Linked DNA regions of Sus scrofa: region 2 is linked to region 1. A link is a contact called in public Hi-C data. All regions are on one chromosome and are shown on one strand. The core of a region is the stretch at or near the end of the contact, and the rest is flanking DNA. Distances in the headings are between cores, read along the strand shown.

Region 1 (7,190 bases), core at 3,927-6,426:
AGAGGTACAATGATAAGGCTGGGATGGGGGAGACCACGCCTGCCTGTGGGAACAGAGGAGTCTTAGGGGAAGTGGCCCCACAGGTGAGCCTTCGAGATGGGCAGCTGCCATCCTAGTGGGTGGAGAGGAGGCTCTGCTCAAAAGAGAGGCCAAGGCTGTTGGCAGGTAAGCAAGGGACTGGCAGGGGGACAGGGGTGGTGGGCATGCGTTTTGGCTCCGTTAGACCCCAGGTGCATGGAAAGCAGTGTTGGAAGGTCCAGCTGGGAAGGGAGTCTAGTATTGGGGTCAAGGGCATCCTGACCACCTGGGTAAGAAATCCACACACTTCACCTTCTGCTGGGGCCATACTCAGTCTTCATTCTGTCTTTTTCCTGTATGCTCATTCCTTTCATGGAGTTCTATGATCTTTCTTTGCCTAATTTCAGAAATCTCTTAATCCTATAAAGATCGATTGACTCATTTTTTTCAGTCGACATTAACTGTGAGGATCTTTTATGCAGAGCTTCTCAACTGATGTGTTTCAGCCTTGACAGGGTTATTAAAGCTGGGGTGAGATAGGGGTCTCTCTGACTAGCAGCCTCTTGCCCGTGGCTCTGATGGGAAAAAGGTCAGGAGGACGAGGCGCAGATGATTTGGGGTAAGACAAGATCTTAGCCCCTCACGATGAACAGTGCAGCGTGCAGGTGTGGACAAATGAGCCACAGTGACAAACTGAGTGGCAAAACACAGGGCGTGTGGGGGCACAAAGAAGGGAGGGGCTGGTTTTACAGAGGGTGGGCAGTACAGGGAAAGGGTAGAGAACTTGCCTGGGGAAGTCATGCTTAGTCAGCAGCTTGGAGGTGGAAGCGGGGTTTGCTGACGTGGAGGGCAGTCGGGCGTGGCAGGGATGGGCACACAGGCCCAGAAGCAGCTTGAGCAGTGGCTGCAGGCATGAACCCAGAGCAAGAGGTGAGCCCTGAGCAGTGAGAGGAGCCTCGTCACTGGGGGGCGGGGGTAGGGGAGGTGCTGAGTTATGTGTAGACACGAGGCACCACCGCACGTCACAACCCGAAGGCTGGAAAGCAGGACGGTGGCTTGGCTAGATGTGTGGCAGTGGAGGGAAGGAGAAGGGACCAGAGGGCGTGTGGGCAAGGCTGGTGGGAGGAAGACCATTTAGAAGGTGGACACCACCGGGGACTTGCATATTTTAAGATTCAGGACAAAGGAGCCACGTTTTCAGCTCCTTGAATGACTTTCTTCTTACCAATCGATTTAAATATTCCGGATTTTCTGTAGATTCCCTATCCAAACTTCCTGATGCTCTTTTAAATTTTAAAAATAAAAGCAGAGTTGATTTATAATGTTGTATTAGTTTGAGGTATATAGCAAACACACACACATAAATACATATGTACACACACATTCTTTTTCAGATTCTTTCCATAATAGGTTACTGTAAGATACAGAATATAGTTCACTGTGCCGTAGAGTAGGTCCTTACTGTTTACCTATTTAATACAGGGTAGTGTAAATATGTTCCTCCTAAATTCCAAATTTATTCCCTCATTCTTGCCTTTCCCCTTTGGTAACCATACATTTGTTTTCTATCTCTGTGAGTCTGTTTTGGTTTTGCAGATAAGTTTACCTGTATTAGTTTTTTTAGATTCCACATGTAAGTGATATAATATTTTTCTCTGTTTGGCCTCACATCATAGGATAATCTCTAGGTCCATTCATGTTGCCATAAAGACATTATTTCATTCCTTTTTATGGCTGAGTAGTATTCCATTGTGTACCACATCTTCTATATACATTCATCAGTCAGTGGTCATTTAGGTTGTTTCTGTGTCTTGGCTTTGTAAACAGTGCTGCTAGAAACATTGGGAGTTCATGTATCTTTTTGAATTAGTTTTCATCTTTTCTGGATTTATGCCCAGGAGTGGGAATGCTGGATCATATGGTAACTCTAGTTTTAAATGGAGCCTCCATACTGGTCTCCATAGTGGCCGTATCAACCTACCAAGGATGTAGGAGGTTCTGCTTCCTCTACACCCTCTCCGGCGTTTATTACTTGTAAGTTTTTAATGGTCATTCTGACTAGTGTGAGGTGATACTTCAATGCAGTTTTGATTTGCCTTTCTCTAATAATGAAGGATGTTGAGCATCTTTTCATGTGCCTGTTGGCCATCTCTATGTCAGGAGAAATGTCTGCATAGGGCTTCTTCCCATTTTTTCATTGGGCGGGTTGTTTGTTAGATATTGAGCTCTATGAGTTGCTTGTACCTCTTGGAAATTAAGCCCTTGTCAGTCGCATCATTCACAGATATTTTCTCCCAGTCTGTAGGCTGTCTTTTGCTTTTGTTAATGGTTTCCTTTGCTGTGCAAAAGCTTTTAAGTTTGATAGGTCCCATTTGTTTATTTTTGATTTTATTTTTTTTGCCTTGAGAGAATAACCTAAGAAAATGTGACTGTGATTTATATCAGAGAATGTCTTGCCTATGTTCTCTTCTAGGAGTTTTATGATGGCATGTCTCCTATCTAAGTCTTGCAGTCATTTTGAATTTACTTTTGTATATGGTGTGAGGGTGTATGCTAACTTCACTGATTGACATGCAGCTGTCCAGCCTTCCCAACACCACTTGGTCTTGCCTCCTTTGTTGAAGATTAACTGACTGTAGGGGTGTGGCTTTATTTCTGGGCTCTCTATTCTGGTCCATTGATCTGTATATCTGTTTTTGTGCCAATACCATGCTGTTTTGATTATTTTAGTTTTGTAGTATTATCTGAAGTCTGGAAGGGTTCCTGGTCCTTTTCTTAATCCTCAGTCTCTAATTCTCTGTGTGGGGGGGTGTTTGTGTGTGTGTGGGTGTCCCCATGACCTGTTGATTCTTTTCCTGCCCATCAGGCTGTGTACAACCTACTCAAGTTCTGAAGCTTTTCTGCCAAGAGTGGCTTATGGAGCTGAAGGCGAAGCAATGATAGAAATTTCTGATGATCTAATTTACAAGTCCTTAAGGAAAATGATGCAAAGTGCTTTTAGTACAGGTTGCAACTGGGTAAGGTGTGGTTCTCCTAAAGATCACAGTCTACAAAGGCCGTTCCGTGTGCATTTTATGTGCCTGGGGGACATGCTGAATATGGTGAGGATGCTGGTTCCTCATCAGGGCTTGCTGCTCTGTGGTCCAGCGTCCCCTGGACGCCCAACCCAGCTGGTCTGATTCTGTGATGTTCTGCTCTGGTTAGTGACCCTTTTCCTTGCAAGGCTCTGTACTTCACGAGGGCGATTTTGCTCATCACGTGCCCTGCCCAGTACCCGACACATAACAGGAGTGTAGCCTGAATGAAGAGTCACAGCTTGAGGATGGGTAAGGAGCCGCCCACGTGTGCCTGGGAGGTGTTACAGCTGGGCAGCTATTGAAAAGACAAACTAGTTTTCTCCATTGTTTGAGTTTGGTTAAATATAAGAGAAAAGAAGTCATGAACGAGGCTCTGTAGAGAAGGAAGTTCTCAGGGAAGGAGGCTGCTTCCAGTGGTGGGTGGGGGCGGAGAATGTTTATCAAGTAAAATGCCTGACTTATTTTTCCCAAAGGCAGCTTCCCCTGAGTGCCCCAATGTCATTTTTCCATCTTTCTTTCTTTCTTTTTTTTTTTTCCTTGTCTTTTCAGGGCCACACCCTCGGCATATGGAGGTTCCTAGGCTAGAAATCAAATGGGAGCTGCAGCTGCTGGCCTGTGCCACAGCCACAGCAGATCCGAGCTGCATCTTTGACCTACACCACAGCTCACAGCAATGCTGGATCCTTAATCCACTGAGCGAAGCCAGGGATTGAATCCCAATCTTTATGGATTCTAGTGGGCTTCTTAACCAACTGAGCCACAATGGGAACTCCTCCGATGTCATTTTCTTACTTGCTAAGTCTGCACCTGAAACTTGAATCTTCAGAGTGTTATTCAAGGAGCACACTCTAGATGAGCATGTCTGCTGTCTGAAGCTGCCTGAAAAAGGAAGCCTCTGTGAATACTGCTCCCTGAGAACCAAAAGGCCAAGGTTCCCACACGAGGCGCTGCTTGGAGACATGTGAATCTTTCCACTGTCGGAGACAGAGCAGCATTAATTTTGACTTCAATTCAGGAACTACTGGCAGGGGACGAATACCTGGTGGTTTGGTAGAGATTTTCTTCACTGTGCTTATTTAACAGAAACCTATCTGTGCTGTTTTATTTTTACTGCATCATGAAGGCAGGAGTCCAGATAAACCCTAAAATCTGCTTGGAAGAGAGGTGGTACCCAGTGTTTTTCACTGGAGGGATGCCCATGGCACTGTGGAAGTGCCTGCTGCGTGAGTGCAGTTCTAGCTGGCATAGCGTCGGCTGGTAAGGATGCAGGGGTGGGGAGCTGGAGCAGGTAGCTTTGGAGGCTCTCCCCCAGCCCGTGGTGGGCTCAGGCTAATGCGCATGTGGGACGTGCCTGCAGCAGATCCGGTGGTCTTCTCCAGCCCTGCCCTGAGGCAGAGAAGTCAGCATCTCAAAGCAGGGTCTTGTCTGTCTAATGACAACTCATATATGCCAAGGATGATCCTTCTTTCTGTGCCCTTCCCTTGGCGGTCACTCTATTCTGGCCTCTCTTACCTCCCTATCTGACCGGACAAAGAACAGCAGAAGCTGAGAATGAACCATCACATTGATGCTTTCAAGAAGCTCTTTTCCAGAGTAAAGCAAAACCCTGTGCCTCGCTCCCCCATAGAAGCCCCCTGCCCCCACTTTTGGCTCTCAGGGCTGCCCTCTGGAGCTTCTCCGTGTGACAGCAGCAGTGTCCCACAGGGATGGCTTCTCACTGAAGGAGTGCAGGCTGGCTGAGTCACTGGCATCCTGGAGTTCCCTCTTTGCTATTTATGGAGCTTTCTCTAAGGAACAGAGGAGCATTACATCAGCGAATGTGCCAAAGGCAACCGGCCAGGGAGGTCTGATTATGGGCCTGAAATCACCACAAAGCTGAAATGCAGGAAGTGACCCATGAGCTTTGAGCACAGGCAGTTTGCAATGGAAGAAGTAAGCGGTCTGTTTCAAGGATCTGGCTGTCTATAGACGGTGGACAGAATCTTTAAGAAGGGTGATTCTGTCCCTGACCCAGGGGCCCTGGGTGTACATATATACATCATGGGTCGATCACCGTCAGGGAATTCTCCCACCCTTACCCCACCTCTTTCTGAGAAAGGTCATTTCCACTTAGTCTGTCCTTGGCAGAAACAGAACCAGTGTGGCATTGCTGTGCAATGAGCCAGTAAAGACCTTTTAACCCAGGGCCCAATAAGAATTAGGTAGGCTGACTTTGCACTTTGTTGCTGGTTTCCTTTTGCTGTGCTTTTTAGTTCGATGAGGCCACACTTGTTTGTTTTTTGCTTTCGTTGCCTTTGCTTTCGGTGTCACATCCAAATTATTATCATCAAGACTGATCTCCAGGAGCTGGCTGCTGTGTTTTCTTCCAAGAGGTTTATGGTGTTTCAGTCCAAGGAGCTCGCCCATTTTGAGTTCACTACTGTATATGGTGTAAAAGTGGTCTGTTTTCCCATGCCATTCATTGCCAAGACTGTCCTTTCCCCATTATATATATTTGGCTCCTTTGTCATAGGTTAATTGACCATATACTGGGCTCCACGTTCTGTTCCATTGATCAGTGTGACTCTTTTTATGCCAACACCACACTGTTTTAATCACTATAGCTTTGTAATGATAGTTTGAAATTAGGAGGCATGATGCTTCCAACTTCTAAAGTTGCTTTGGCTATTTCACGGTCTTTTGTGGTTCCAACAAAATTTAGTGTTGTGTATCTGTGAAAACTACCATTGGGATTTTGATAGAGATTGTAATGAATCTGGGGTTGCTTTGGGTAATACGGACTTTCTGATAGTATTGATTCTTCCAGTCCATGAGCGTGGAATACCTTTCAATTCATTTGTGTTCATCCATTTCTTTCATTGAGGTCTTAGTTTTCACTGCATAGGTCTTTCACCTGCTCAGTTAAATTTATTCCCAGGTACTGTACTCTTGATGCAATTGTAAATGTGACTGTTCTCTTAATTTCTCTTTCAGATAGTTTATTAGAATATAGAAACAAAACAAAATTTTATATGCTGATTTTGTATCCTGCACTTTATTGAATTTATTAGTTTTAAGTTTCATTTGTTTTCTGTATATACTATCATTTCACCTACAAACAATAACAGCGTTCCTTCTTTCTTTTCAATTTCAGAAGACTTTTTTTTTCCCCCCATTTCTTGGGCTGCTCATGCGGCATATGGAGGTTCCCAGGCTAGGGGTCGAATGGGAGCTGCATTTTTTCATGTTGAAGTACATTCCATGATTTCCCAGTCTGTTGAAAAGCCTTGTCATAAATGTTGAACTTGGTCACATGCTTTTTCTGCAAATATTGAGATGATCATATGATTTTTAGCCTTCATTTTGCTAATGTACTATCATATTGCCTGATTTGTAGGTGCTTAACTGGGCATGCATCCCTGGAATAAATTCCACTAGAACATGTATGATCCTTTTTTTTTTTTTTTTTTTTTTGTCTTTTTGCCATTTCTTGGGCCGCTCCTGGGGCATATGGAGGTTCCCAGGCTAGGGGTCGAATCGGAGCTGTAGCTGCCAGCCTACGCCAGAGCCACAGCAACACGGGATCCGAGCAGCGTCTGCAACCTACACCACAGCTCACGGCAACACCGGATCATTAACCCACTGAGCAAGGGCAGGGACCGAACCCGCAACCTCATGGTTCCTAGTCGGATTCGTTAACCACTGCGCCACGACAGGAACTCCCGATCTTTTTACTGTATCACAGAAATCACTTGCTATATTTCATTGAGGATTTCTGCATCTATGTTCAACAGGGATATTGACCTGTCATTTTCATGTGGCATCCTTGTTTGGTTTTGATATCAGAGTAATGCTGGCTTTGTAAAATAAACTTGGAAGTGTTCCCTCCTCTTCTGTTTTGTTTTTGTTTTGTTTTGGAAGAGTTTGAGGAGGATTGGGTTTAATTTTTCTTTAATTTCCTTTAAATTCACCAATTGAAGCCATTTGGTTCTGGCCTTTGGTTGGTTGGGAGGCTGATTACTTGTTCAGTTTCCTTGGTATTAATCAGTTTGTTCAGATTTGCTTCTTCAATACTGTGTCTTCATGAGTCAGTCTTGGAAGGGTGTACATTTCTAA
Region 2 (6,533 bases), core at 3,006-5,505, 120 kb after region 1:
TCCATGTCACTGACAGGATGGCCAAGGCAGCTTTCTGGAGGACCAGAGGCTCCATTACACAGACAGTCTTCTTAGAAGATGCTTGTAGCTCTGCCGAAAGTGTATGCAGTTTACACAGCATGTGTGCCAGATTTGAGCTGATATATGCTGTAGTCTGTGATCAGGACTGATAAATGTGTTCAGGGAAGCACATTCTTAAAAGTTTAATTTAAAAATGTTAGTTGTGGCCAAATACACATAACGTTTACCCTCTTCACCACACTTGAGGGTACAGCTCAGTAGTGTCACGTCCATTCACACCTGTCGTGGAACCATCACCACCGTCTGTCTCCGGAGCGCTCAGAAAAGCACATTGCTTCAAGGCCACCTTCCCAAATGACTGACGTTCTGATTTTACTCCCTAAGAATCTCTTGAGCTTGTTCCCAGCATGTAATGAACATGAAACCCACTATCTGTTCCCTGCAGTGTTCCCAGTAGGCAATCCCTAGGGCTATAAATTTGAGTGAAAAGGGTGAAATCTGATGACCAAGCACTCCAGGAGTTTGTTCCCACAAGGGCCAGGCGCCCAAAGGCCACTTGTCCAAAATATCCCCCATCCTGGGGAAATGGGAGGGTCTCTGCAAACAGCTTTCCAGGAAATAAAAGTGTGAACAGCGAAAAGTTTATCATGCACTTTTTGTTGTTGTTGTCTTTTGTCTTTTTAGGGACGTGCCCACAGCATACGGAGGTTCCCAGGCTAGGGGTCCAATTGGAGCTGTAGTGGCCAGCCTACACCACAGCCACAGCAACGCCAGATCCGAGCCGCGTCTGTGACCTACACCACAGCTCATGGCAACACTGGATCCTTAACTCACTGAGCGAGGCCAGGAATCGAACCCACAACCTCATGGATCTTAGTTGGATTCATTTCTGCTGCGCCATGACAGGAACTCATTTTTTGTTGTTGTTGTTTTGGTCTATCATGCACTTGTGTCTCATAGTCAACCTCAAAGCTTGCTGATGACACCTTTTGTGGCGTCCTATGAAAGCATTTCAAAAAGAGATTCCCTCCTTCCTTTTTTTGGCCACACCCATGGCATGTGGCAGTTCTGGGGCCAGGGACTGAACCTGCGCCACGGCAGTGACAATGCTGGATCCTTAACCAGTTACGCCACCAGGGAACCCCGACAAGAGGTTTCTTTATAACAGGTTTGTATCTATGAAAACTTTACACTTCAAAAGATTGAGTTTGCTGGTCAAGGATTCTCTTTATACATGTGAAGTTCTAAAATGCTGTTAACAAGTCTCTCTTATACTGTGTTCTAGAGAGATCTGTTTCTTGTGCCAAAATGTAGACCCTTTTCATTTTTGTTCTGCCTGACACTCTTTCAACTGCCCAGAAATGTCCAAGAAAGCTTCACCGTCCAATTCCCCTGCCCCACCCCCGGGGGGGGCCTTCTTGCTTTGTGTGTCTGGGGCCTGGGTTGCTCAACCAGCAGGCTGCAGTTGACCAAGCAAAATGAGGACAATGACCAGCCCAAAAGGGTTTTTTTTGGCACAATTGTCCAGAGCTAAGGTCTCTGGCCTGTCTCAAGAGGCAGAGCCAGCAGGAGCCCTTTCCAGAATGGCTCTCTATTTACAGGAATCGTTTCCTAGCTGACCCCATTTGTATCCCCACTTCAGATCTGCCAGGTTTCTTTTGCAAAGAGCTTCACCCCCATTGCAGTTGCGAACTAAGGAAGACACAGATGATATCCGTTTTCCAAGGGCTTCTCCCATTTCAGCCCAAGGCTACTTCCCATAAAAGAAAAGCTATCTGTGCTTTGAAAAAAAAAAAAAAAAAATTCTGAGCTGCCTTCAGAGCCAAATTAAATGATTGGAACTCTGAGTTGTAGAGATCACAGACCCCATCTAGTGGGAAAATAGGAAGCTGCCACTGCAGTTATTGAATGAAATTTATAGGATGGTTGACATTCCTGCCCAGCTCTTCCTGTGCAGCCCAAGGGGGCCTCCATCCAAAACCAGCGGCCTTTTTCTGTGGGTGTGTGGCGCAGGAGCGGGCCCTCAGAAGGTGCTTTGTCAAGGGAAGGAAGAAAGGCTTTCTCTGTGTGGCGTGGAGGATGCCTCTGCAGAGTAAAGGGAGTCAGGAGCAGTGAGCCTGCAGAGGAACCTGGAAGATTCCAGAAACCCAGGGACCTCAGCCTTGGGCAGCTACAGCGTGGCCGTGCCAGCCGGGAAAGTTAGGGCTGGTCTGGCCCGAGCATCAGGGGCCCTGATGCCAGGGGTCTAAGGGGGTTTGTGCCCTTGGCAGTGAAAGGGTTTTACTCGCATTTCCTGAGGCAGGTCTTTCCCCGGGGGAGTGGATTCCCGTGGATAAGCCGGAAGCCCCGCCACGTGGAGGAGGGAGAGCTTCTCGTCCTCCTCAGACACCACAGATCTGGCCCCGCGGGGGTCATGCGCGCCCAAGCCAGGCCCGGGTGCATCCACGCAGCGTGTTGTCCATTTGTGAGTCTCCGGCTCTCGGCAGGCCTGCTTCCCTTTCAGTTTATAGCTCTCAGCTTAAATGTCACCTCCCCTGGGGGGACGTTCACCACCGCCTGCAGAAGCCTTTACCATTGTTCCCCGCTGGCCCCCCCGCAGGCTCGCTCCGCGGTGCTTGTCACAGGCACCCTAAGCCGCGCGTCCTTCCGCAGCACAGTTTGCCGTCTCCGCACCAGGCGGGGATGGCGTCTGGGGGGGAACCTGACCTAGATTAGAGGCTCAGCCTTTGCAAGAGGAGCGACAGGCTGAGCCCCAGGCCCGGGAGGTGGAGGTGGCCAAGGATGGTGAGGACCCCTCCCCGCCGCAAGTCCGAGCAGCCGCACGATCCGCCGCCCGGGGCGGTTAAGGAAATCGCAGGGGGCCGAGGGCTCCGCAAACGCAAAGCGCTCTCAAGTGCCGTTTGCTTCCATTTGCTTAGTTCCATTTACTCTAAGTGCTTCTTCTGCGTTCCCGGATCCCTTTAAAAGGAACGAAGGTGCACAGCCTGGAAGGAGGGCCCGGAGCCCCTGGTAAGGGGGCAATTTTCTTTGTTTGAGGGGACACAAGAGGCTTGGTTTGCTCATGATGTAGGGGTGGGAACTCCCTTTGATGCACGTCAGGGTGTTGGCCGAGATGGCGGTGGGGTCTCCGAGCTCTTGCTTCTGCAGATGCCCACTTATTAGGGGCTCTGAGTGTCCGCTAAGGAGGAAGAGGCCACCTCTGCTTTTGAAACACCTGCTACAGAAACAACTTAGGAATTCCAAAATGAGCGAACAAATCAGGGTGCATTTTACGTGTTTCTGTTTAACAAACAGATGCTTTTAACACACACCCAGGTGTGCAAGATGTGCCCCACCAGGCAGCCCTCAAAGGAAGAGTGGGGCAGCAAGGCGCTGGACCACACCGTCTGCTCACCACTGTCTCCCCGCGCAGAGCATGCTGGGCGCTGGTTTTGTGTTTTCTGGGTGACAGCAGGCCCGGTCCGCGTAGTCACCCTCCTGGCCTCACACCCCCCCTGACAGGACCGTCTCTCCCCCAAGGTCTGGGAGGAGGTCTGCCTCCGGGTGCCCTTTACTGTCTGGTTGGTCCTCTTCCTTAGTGGGGACTGACTCCAGGATGCCTCAGGCTCGTTTGGGGGGGGGGGGCGTGAGATCCCCGAGGGTGAGGCCCTGGAACCACCTCTATAATCAGCAGCTTCTGCAGTAGGTGGCCCTCCTGGGAAGCAGCCTTTCCCCTCTTTTGCCAGCTCTTAGTTAGAGACCTGCCCACATCCCTCGATCCCGGGGCCCAAGACTCAGGAACTGATTAGTTCAAAAACTCGTCACAGAGCCCAGGATGCTGGGTCCAGGAAGACAAGGATGCGTGAGGAGCAGCTGGGTTCTCTGGAGCACACATCCGCTTGGGTTCTGGATCCGAACTGATCTGGGTTCACCTCGCTTCTGATTGGGGAGTGGGGTGGGGTGTTAGCTATGTCTCCCCATCAGTGGAAGGAAAACAAAGCACCCTAGGGTGGTTGGGAGGGTCACAGGAAATAGAGGAAAGTGCCCGACGATGAGCGGGTTGCAGGGTGGGTGCTGACCCTGCAGGCTGGGGGGCGGGGGTGGGCAGCGGGGCTCCTCCCAGTGACCCAGACCCTGGCTCACTGAACACAGGCCTCCCCAGCCCCTCCCCCTCCGCCCCCAGGAGTGGAGGCGGCTCCCTAAGTGAGCATCTGTGGTTTGCCCGAGTCACGTGCGTGCCTTCTTGCCTCTTCCGTCCCCGAAACCAGCCCCCCTGTTTTAAATGTGCAAGTCCGTCCTATGCTTTGGTGAGATTCAGAGGGACAGAGAGGGGGAGTGCTATAGAATGAAAGCAGTGAGAGGAAGTGAACCACCGGGACTCAGCCGGGGAGGGAGATGTAGGCGGACGCCCCTCCGGCCCTTGCAAAAAGCAGAGGGGCAGGAACCTTGCAAAGCAGAGGGGCAGGGTTCCAGGAAGGAGGGCTTGGAGGTTTGCAAGTGAGGAGGCAGAGGCGGCTGGGGGCTACGGATGCTGAGACACCCCTCCTCCCTGCTGCTTTCAGCTTTAGTCGCTGGGGCAACCCGAGGAGGAGCAGCTACCCTCAGGACAACCGCGGTCCCGCCTCCTCCAACCCCGGACCAGTCCCCGCGTGGTACCGGCATCCGGCATCCCAGGGCCCGGAGGGGTGGGGCGGGCGAACTTTGAACCGAGGAGGCAGGAGGTGGGCGGGGCCGGCAGCGCCTCACTCCTCCTCCCTTTTTGGGGCCGCATCAGGGCCTGCTCCCTCGTTCTTGTGGACAGGGTGGGTCCGGTGCTGAACTCTGCTTCCCTCCCGCCCTGCTCCCCATCGCTTCCCGGGTTCTCACTGCCCTGGGGGCCGAGGCTGGACCGAAGATGGGTGGTTTCCTGCCTGAGCAACTGGGCTGGAAAAGCAGGTGGAGGCCAAATCTTAGAGCCGCTAAACGGCATTTTAAGGAGCTTAGCTTAGATCCACCTCATCGCTGCTGTTAGGATCGACTGAGTCAGTGCATTGCCCAGAGCGATTCCTGGCGTGTGGTTAGAACTCTGTAGCTGGAGGTTGTTATTGCTTCACGAGGCATCCACAGTTTCCCTCCCACTCCTCCCCGTCCCCCCGCCCCCGTCTTGTTACATCCCGCAGAAAGCTCAGCCCTCCACACCTCCTGGAGTCATTTGTCATATTGGTTATGTCCGGCCTTGGTCTTTGTCCATCCCAAACCCAGCAACCGCCAATCCCAGGCTTGGGCCAGAACCGCTTGGCAATCCTCTCCTGTCCCCCGTGGCCCTCGGTCCCCTGGAGGCCACTTTCCAAGCCAGGATAATGAAGTCAACACTCTCGCAAGTCTCTATTTTAGACCTTGAGAAGGGCTTTCTTTTTGCACAACACCCTCCCTATGCAAATACATTGCTGTTTGCAAATAAAGCATCACAGACCCGTTGGGTGCATGTGGACAATGTAAAAAGCGGAACAAAACAGAAGCTGATGCTTTTAAAAATTGTAGCTCAATTCAGAAATGTCCTAACTTCAATAAATAATTTGAATATTCTCCTCATTCCTTTGTCACCACCAGATCGCTAAAGTAGGGTTTTGTGGTTTTTTTTTTTCCAGAATGCAATTGCTTTTTTTCTAATGTTATTGTTAACAGAAAAGATGCTTAATAAGCCAACTCAATGGGGATCAACATGATGAGAGGGAAATGCTTATTTATGTGTTACGACAAATGCATTTCATTGGCATTGGTCTTCACGTAAGGGACTAGTTACAAATCATTCCTTATTAAAAGAAAAAAATTAAAGCAACAAGCACAATTTGTAGCATGTGGTAGGTGCTCAAGAGTGACCACACATTTGCTGCAAGTTACAAGACGTAAATATACACATGTAGTTCCATCCATTCACACGCATATACACACAGGCACAGACATGAAATTTGGACACACTAACTTGGACAGGTTTCCTTTCCCTCCAGTTTGTGCTCAGCCTGATGACAGCATCATGGATTATCCTTGCTTTGCTGGCCCCACTGCCCAGAACTGTGGGTAAGTGTGTGCACGTGCTGCCCTCTGGTGGAACTTTTAAGACGTGCATGCTCAGCCAAATGAGAGAGATGACAATCACCACGTTTTAAGAGCTCAGTAAATCTTAACTAATTGTGCTGTGGTTGTATTTATAATGACCAACAGAGGAAGCGGAAACTATGAGGGAGACAGAGAAGAGGTAGCCACAGGAAAATCCCCATGGAGCTTAGGTCAGTGATGAATATGGAATAGCCTCTGGTAAATATTTGTTGATTGATTGAAAAAATAAGCCCAAAGTCTGTATATTGTTGGGGGGGTGAGGGTGGTAAAGGGGTGGAGTTCAGTGCCTGCCACTGAGGTGACCTGACTGGTTCCACACATGCAACCGAGAATCCTGCTGAATCTGGACATTTTTCAATATTCACTTCCAGTAATCGCTTAATCCACCCAGCACTGTGGCAGGGGTGTGAGGCAGCTCTCCATCAGACCTACGGGTT

Evidence for each region. Hi-C and Micro-C count contacts between places; a contact is called where the count stands out from the background.
Region 2: a Hi-C map of retroperitoneal adipose tissue shows a contact between it and region 1, with 2.9 times the contacts expected there. The contact joins two enhancer-like sites. A contact is called at or near these places in 15 of 47 Hi-C or Micro-C datasets (alveolar macrophages, embryonic fibroblasts, fetal skeletal muscle and 9 more) and 2 of 2 datasets of contacts at active chromatin or transcription factors (alveolar macrophages and skeletal muscle).

The regions. Positions count from the first base shown.
Region 1 is chr11:16,577,320-16,584,509 of Sscrofa11.1, forward strand. The region is part of intron 3 of FAM124A (protein FAM124A); the gene reads right to left. Among named protein-coding and RNA genes, the nearest start is that of FAM124A, 77 kb to the right of the region's middle. Within about 2 kb of position 5,177, at least 18 of the 83 cell types and tissues checked have an H3K27ac peak or open chromatin away from gene starts, as enhancers often do. A contact at or near this core is called in retroperitoneal adipose tissue, where this site is marked.
Region 2 is chr11:16,702,401-16,708,933 of Sscrofa11.1, forward strand. No RefSeq gene overlaps it. Among named protein-coding and RNA genes, the nearest start is that of FAM124A, 48 kb to the left of the region's middle. Within about 2 kb of position 4,256, at least 33 of the 83 cell types and tissues checked have an H3K27ac peak or open chromatin away from gene starts, as enhancers often do. A contact at or near this core is called in retroperitoneal adipose tissue, where this site is marked.